2 separate regions of the Zeugodacus cucurbitae genome follow, and region 2 is linked to region 1. A link is a contact called in public Hi-C data. All regions are on one chromosome and are shown on one strand. Each heading gives the region's core, a stretch centred on a gene start, on an enhancer-like site or on the middle of the called end of the contact. The rest is flanking DNA. Distances are from core to core; before and after follow the strand shown. Region 1 holds the start of LOC105221022 (rab5 GDP/GTP exchange factor). Region 2 holds the start of LOC105221019 (probable serine/threonine-protein kinase tsuA).

What was found. Hi-C and Micro-C count contacts between places; a contact is called where the count stands out from the background.
Region 2: a Hi-C map of whole body shows a contact between it and region 1, with 3 times the contacts expected there. The contact joins the promoter of LOC105221019 here to the promoter of LOC105221022 in region 1. A contact is called at or near these places in 2 of 2 Hi-C or Micro-C datasets (both in whole body).

What each region holds. Positions count from the first base shown.
Region 1 is chr4:46,639,617-46,643,448 of idZeuCucr1.2, reverse strand. LOC105221022 (rab5 GDP/GTP exchange factor) reads left to right here and starts at 1,996. Exons shown (of 7, transcript XM_011197659.3): 1 at 1,996-2,287; 2 at 2,361-2,597; 3 at 2,654-2,960; 4 at 3,033-3,190; 5 at 3,251-3,507; 6 at 3,568-3,810. The coding sequence starts at 2,146.
Region 2 is chr4:46,770,378-46,774,209 of idZeuCucr1.2, reverse strand. LOC105221019 (probable serine/threonine-protein kinase tsuA) reads left to right here and starts at 2,007. Exons shown (of 5, transcript XM_011197653.3): 1 at 2,007-2,491. The coding sequence starts at 2,173.

The DNA of each region.
Region 1 (3,832 bases), core at 747-3,246:
TCTAAAGTTAGATGAAAAAAAACGGAATGTAAGAAAATACGAGGTAAGTTCAAAAAGTACAGTAATTGTTGTTTTGCGAAAAAAATCGGCTCTACACATTGGTCATATCCCTCTTCATGAGAGAAGTGAATTATTTCTGATTATCCAAAGTTACATCATGCTTTTTAGAAACCAGCGGTGCCACGGACTTAAAGGTGTAGGTCTTTCCAATTAGTAAAAACATCGTCAGGGACTTAGTACCAGAAGATTTTTCCTTTTTTAATGTAAACTAAACTAATGTAAAGTAAGTTATTTTAACCCTCGATAAATGTTCCACCAAATATGACATTTCTTCGTGGTTCTAACATCGACTCGGACCATTATCTTATAGCAGCTAAGACACGCATCCGCCTTTGTGTAGAAAAGCGCACACGTCAACAAACACAAGGAAGGTTCGACATCGAGAAGTTGCAATCACAACCGGCAACCGAACGATTTTCTACGCGACTTGCACTCATCAGCATCTCGGTATAAGGGAACTGTGGGACTGCATATCAAGCTCCTTACGTACAGCTGCAAACTATTGGATTTCGGAAATGTCAAAAAAACAACTGGTATGATGAGGATTGTCGTCTCGCAGTGGAGAGAAAACATACTCCCTACCTCGCAATGTTGCGATCGACTGCAACAAGTGCTGGATGGGATAGATACCGGGAGCTGAAGAGGAACAAATGGGTGAGTATGAAGAGCTAAACATGCTGACCGACAGGGGTAATGTTCGAAAATTTTACGAAAAGATCCGGCGACTAACTGAAGGTTTTAAGACCGGAGCACACTGCTGTAGGACCCCAGAGGTGATTTAGTTGTTGATGACTAGATATTCCAACGCCCGATCGTGAAGAAATTAGAATAGCAATTACACGCTTGAAGAACAACAAGGCGGCGGGGGCCGATAGATTGCCGGCGGAGCTATTCAAATACGGCGGCGAAGAGCTGATAAGGTGCATGCATCAGCTTCTTTGCGGAATATGGTCGGAAGAAAGCATGCCGGACGATTGGAATCGAAGTGTACTCTGCTCAATCCACAAAAAGGGAGACCACACAACCTGCGCCAATTACCGTAGGATAAGCCTCCATAACATCGCTTATAAGGTTCTATCGAGCGTACTGGATGAAAGACTAAAGCCCAGCGTTAACAAACTGATTGGACCTTATCAGTTACCTTTAAACCAGGAAAATCTACATCTGAACAGATATTCACCATGCGCCAGATCTTGGAAAAGACCCGTGAAAAGAGAATCGACACACACCATCCCTTTGTCGATTTTAAAGCTGATTTCGACTGCACGAAAAGGAGTCTAGATGCCGCTATGTCTGAATTTAGTATCCTTAGAGAAAATAATACGAGATGCAGAGCTAAATAGAGGTGCAATTTTCTATAAGAGTGTACAGCGACTGGCGTACGCCGATGATATCGATATCATTGGAAACAACACCCGCGACGTTAGTTCTGCTTTTTCCAGACTGGGTCTGGTGGTGAACGAGGACTAGACGAAATATCTGCTGTCATCAAACAAACAGTCAGCGCATTCCCGTCTTGGCTCCCACGTCACTGTTGACAGTCATAACTTTGAAGTTGTAGATAATTTCGTATGCCTAGGCTCCAGCATCAACGTCAGCTTTGAAATCTAACGCAGAATCATTCTTGCCAACAGGTGCTACTTGGACTGAGTAGGCTATTGAAAAGAAATGTCCTCTTTCTCGGTATCTAGGCCAGTCAAAAAGAAGAAGAATATGACCTTACCAACTTTTTTATACCAATTTTCGAAACTAGAACCAATTCACGCACTTCCTTATATAAATAAATCCTAAATTAAAATTTTCGAAAAGTAAGTCAAGATTTTTACGTTTACCGATATTTACGTTATCATTCATTATCACTTTTCGTGAATACCGCTTTCAAACATAGCAAAAAAGAAAACGAAGACATATTTATTGTGAATATGCGAATATGCTTGTCAAAACAAAATTAATAGCTACGAACTGTGACTGACACGAACATTGATTAATTTTTATTACCAGAAAATTTTCGCCACAATTATTTGCTTAAAAAAATTTACAACTAAAAATTATTATACCATTTAATACTCATACATCAAATCAGATATGTCAATAGCGCGTGTGCCCCAATTACGTATAGTACAACGTGACCTCAAATGCCGTCAAGGCTGTGGATTTTATGGCAATGCCCAATTTGATGGACTGTGCTCCAAATGTTTTCGTGAACGGAACGATAAAAGAAAGAAAGGTTAGTTGCTGCTTTGCAAATTCTAAAAATAAATGTTTTTGTTTAATTTTTGCTGGTTTTGCTGATAAAGCAGAGCAGCGTGCACTCCCTGCAACTGCAAATGCGGCTAATACCGGTGCCACCAGCACAGCTGGGCGATTGTCCCCACAGAATCTCTTGGGGCGAGTGCCAAACAAGAGGCAGGACAGTATGCCGGAAATATCGACAGGTACACTTACTAAGAAGAAATCACTTGTGCCCGCTGTATTTCAAAAAACTCTTCAATCAAACACATTGAAGAGTAAAAAGTCAAAACAAGACGGTCATTTAGGTAAGCTCAACAGATATTTATGCTTTAACTCCGTTATCAAATGAATGTTTTCACAGGTCAAAGATCTTATATACCCGACCCCACCGAGAGCCAATTTATGCTACAACTACGACAACTACGCATACCTGATGATGGCAAACGTAAGCTAAAAAGCGAAATTCAACGGCTAGATAATGCCATACGTAGCTATATGAATAATAGTGCTAATAAGAATGTGGACGAGCTGTCAGAGTTGGTACAAAATGCATACACCAAACTTGCGGATATTGTGCACAACGACCAGCGTTTCCAAATTGCCACCGACGAAGACCGTGAAAGTGCAATCGACTTCTTTGAAAAAGTTGTCATGACACAGAATCACAAGTAATTGCAGAATTAATAAATTTATGTACAAATATAATTTTGCAAAATTTTTTATTTATTAATTTTTTTTAGATTTCTCTTTAGTCCGTACTTTACGGCTGATGAAGAAAACGATGTAAAAATACAAAAACGTATACGTCAACTCAGTTGGATAACGGCAAAACATTTAGTATGTAGCATTGATGAAGTTAATGCGGAGTCGCGAGACCTAGTTTACAATGCAATAACAGGCATGTTTTGTCTAATAATTGTTTAATTTAAATTTCTAAATTATATTTTTAATATTTTAGAATTGGTAGGAATCGATTCTTATTACTCACCACAAGAGAAGTTGGAATGCACAGTACGTTGTTGTCGCCACATTTTCGAATTGCTGAAGCACTCAGTTGGAGGTCCAGCAAGTGCAGATGAATTTCTTCCTGCTCTCATTTTCGTAGTGCTAAAAGCAAATCCTGTGCGGCTGCATAGTAACGTAAATTTTGTAACACGCTTCACTAATGCATCACGGTTAATGAGTGGCGAAGGTGGTTATTATTTTACTAATCTAGTAAGTAGTATATCGCGATTTTCAAATATTTTATTGAATTTATTGTAATTTAAAAACTAGTGTTGCGCGATCACTTTCATTGAGAATTTAAATGGGGAAGATCTGTGTATCTCGGAAGAAGAATTCGATTCGCTCATGTCAGGAGATAAAGCGTTCAGTACGCCTTGGGAAAGCGCTTTGTTGGCATGTGAGGGCTTACATTTAATATCGGAAAATATGAAGCGCATGGAATCACTAAAAAAACGAAATACTAGCATTGCTACGGGACTTGATAATTTTCGTAAGGACCTCGAAGAGTTTCAGGTAACAAACGTTTAATAATTTA
Region 2 (3,832 bases), core at 758-3,257, 130 kb before region 1:
GTCGCCAACATTTAGTACGTCCGAAGCCAAGCAAGCATGCAGAGAGATCGCAGCTCGCTGGATAGTAGTGTAAAATATTTTAATTTTGCTTGCAAGCGACGAGCATTATTTAAGATGTTAACAGCGTGATCGCCAACGCGCGAATGCCAAAAGAACGCCACAGCATAAGTACGAAGAGGCAAAAGTGGCGCTGAGAAACGAGCTGAGAGCGGAGCAGCGCTGCAATAATAAACGAATACAGTGAGAGAGAGAGTGTGAGAGTGGGAGCGCGCTTATTGCAATTTTTAAGCAGCGAGAGATTTAGCTGTTTGGAGTTATCGCGCTGGAATTTCATGGCTAATAAATGTATGCAGACGCATTTGTTACAGCAGCAACTGCCAGCCGCTGGCCATCATTAATGCAACAGCAATAACAACAACAACAATAACATTATTGATAAACAATTTCACTATCTGCGGCATTTGCTGATTGCTGCAGTCGCTTGTATCGGACGCACTTTTTGTGGGGCGTACACACGCTGTGGCGCTCATCCGCAGCAACTAATGCAACACTAATGCTAACGCTTCTTCGCCTTAATCAAGTGTAACGAATGAACGAACCAAGTGTATCGCGCTACGAGCAACTTGTGTTGCCTTAAATAGCAACAACAACACGTCATATACGGTGAAGAAAGGCGCTTTGTTGTATTTTTGATTGGATTTTATCTTCGATTTCGGTTTTGTTTTGTTTTGTTGGATTTTTATTAGCTTGTGTTATTTAATAAACGAAAATTTGACGACGTTGAAATATGAATAAACGAATATGCTTTCTTCGGCGCGGCATTAATTAATCTGTTGGATAATAATGACACATACATATGTACATGCATATAAATGGGACAGGTGGAAATCGAAACGGCAACTGTAGGAGACTACTAGTGTGTGGTCAGTGTGTGCGACAGTTCAACAGCTAAGCGTCAGCGGCCTAATTAACGCCTTTTGTCGCAACTAATTGTTTTTGTTATTTTTGCTTTTGTAATTTGATTTTTGTATTTTGATGCTCATAATTTGTTGCATTTGAATATTGTCAACAGTGCGGCAGAATTTTTTAGAAAGCGTTTGATTTCATGGGTGATTTACATGCATAAAATATTCGGTTTATTTTATTTGCCGTCAAGCCGGTTGGACCAGCGCGTCACAGGCGAAAGTGCGAGTGTAGTGCAGTGCAGTGAAGCTGTGTGTTTAAAAAGTGGACTTGGTGAAATGTAACGCGCGTCTCAGCCAACTGAAACGGAACACTTACAAGTTAGACAATCGGGTTCGCCTGATAAACAAATCATTTTTAGTTAAAGGCTAGTAGGCGCGTAAACACCGGTGTTGTTGTAACGCCAAACTTGTTTGTGTATTTGTGACGTAACGCCTGTGTTGTGTCTTCCGTGCATTTGTTTATTATTGACTATACAATTTTGATATCGATTTGATAAACAGACGACGATAATCATATGCACACACTGTTATACAACAACAAACATTTTCAGTGGTGACCGCTGTGAATAAAATTTCTACTGCGCTAGTAGAGCAACGTACACTGTTATTAATTTGAATTTGAATTTCGTTCGTTGAGCGTGTTGAAGTGGTCAAGTGCGACGCATTACCGCATTGCTGTGTGCGCCGCTTTGAGACGCGCCGCGTATACTTTAAGCTAAGCGCTTTATTGCCTTGAGCAGCATTTTTGCTACGGTGAACGCAGCGAGTGAAGCGCATTCCGCGTATGCCGGTCTAACGGTCAGTCACACATCGTAACACTCAGCCATCGAAAAAGCGCCAGAAATCATACAAAAAAATAGATAATCATCGCATAAACATACAATAATTTCATATAATTAGTTGTAAATAATATTAATAATAAATAAAAAATAAATAAAAATAATTATAAAATTTAATATATAAAATAAAAATAAAATATAATAAAAATAATTATAAAATTTAACAAAATAAATTAAAATAAAAATAATAATAAAATTAATAAAAATAATTTTAAAATATAATAAATAAAAAAAAATAAAATATAATAAATAAAATAAAAAATAAATTATAAAAATAATTATAAGAAATTAAAAACAAAAAAATCAAAAATTAAACGTGAATTCTTCAGTGCAATATTTATGCGTTAAACAATATATAATCCGCCATAATGTCACGCGTATCAGTTTTACTCATACTCTTATCAATGGTCATTATCAACTCCGGCGACAGCAATCACAGTAATCACAACAACAACAACAACAACAAAAATTATAGTAGAATACATACATTTCATCAGCCATACAGCAGCATCAATAGCACGAAAATCGTCAATCATCCAGTATCTAGTTTAATAACTGCAGTCAACAATAGTGAAGAAACACGCGCAGAACAACAACAACAACTGCAAGAACAACAAAAGCAGTCAACTCCAAATCAACAGCAACAGCAAACAAAACAACAGCAGTCTGCGCAGCGCGACAAAAGAGGTGAGTTCATATCATTAATAATATTCTGAGTTTCATTCTCTAATTTTTTTATGCAAGCCAACTAACATATATACATATATTCACATAGATGTTATTAAATATACAATATGCTATATGTTCTCTCATCGAACACAAAACATTTAATTTCCATTTTATAACACCTAAGTCCGTTGCTATGTTTGGCACTGCAATAATTATGCATAGAATTGGTGTTTTAAAGTCAGTTTAAACTAAAGCGTGTCATAAATCAAAATGTCACGTCTTATGTTTGGCCGAATTTGAATTTGAATTTGTAGTTTCAATAGTTAATGCCTTTTAATATCGCTAGTTTCTATGTTTCTTGTTTTATGTCGGCGCATTGCATAACGTCACGTAATACAATTGGAATTCAAGCTTCTGGACCGTCTTAATTCCTTTTTATTGCAGTGCAGTCAAACAAGTCAACTTTTGGTTTCCGTATTTGCTGTGGATAAGTAACGGCGCGTGTTGGTTTTTCTAACACACAATTTTTTTTTTTGAATTACAATTAAATGATATTCAAACTGATCTCATATATGAGATCTTCTATATTCAAATCAAACTAACTGATTGAAATCACTCAATTTAACTTAAAAGCACAGTACATACAGGTATAAATAATTTCTAAGATTGTATGACATAATGCTAGTCTTATTATTCTCGTCTAATTTTATGTAGGATATCTTGAGCTTATCCTGTTGATATATGTTATAAACTTAACTAAAGGCAGGAAGTTCAATATAGTCGGTATATGGGTGTAAGTGAAAGAATCTACAGACACAGTAACCCATAACTACGATTTTCGATTAACTGATTCAATCAATTTTTGACCGGTTTATATCACTCATCCTCTATACTACCTATTAGAGACCGACCGATTAATCGGCCTTGGTATCGGCATCGGCCAGTATCGGTCACAAAATTAAGCATCGGCATCGGTATCGGCATCGGCCATATTTGGCCGATTCTTAGCCGATTATTTCTACCTCTTTCGGATTATACTAAAATAATTATTTTTTTTTCTTTTTTGATTTCTTTAGAGCATAAAATTTGAATTCTTCTGTTTACCATATATAACACAGTGATTCACATTTGACTAAGCTAACAATTCATTATGGTGATAATTTAAGTCTAGTATAAAGAAATTCAACAATTTTGCATTAATGAAAGGTTTTATTTAGCACTGCTAGAAACATTCGATTTATGTCAAATATGTACAGTTTTGTTTAAAGTTGTTGAGATTTTGAAGATAATGTCATAAAGTCACTATTATAGAAGCATTCAGACAGGGTCACGTAATAATCACTTGGTGCTGGCCTGGAC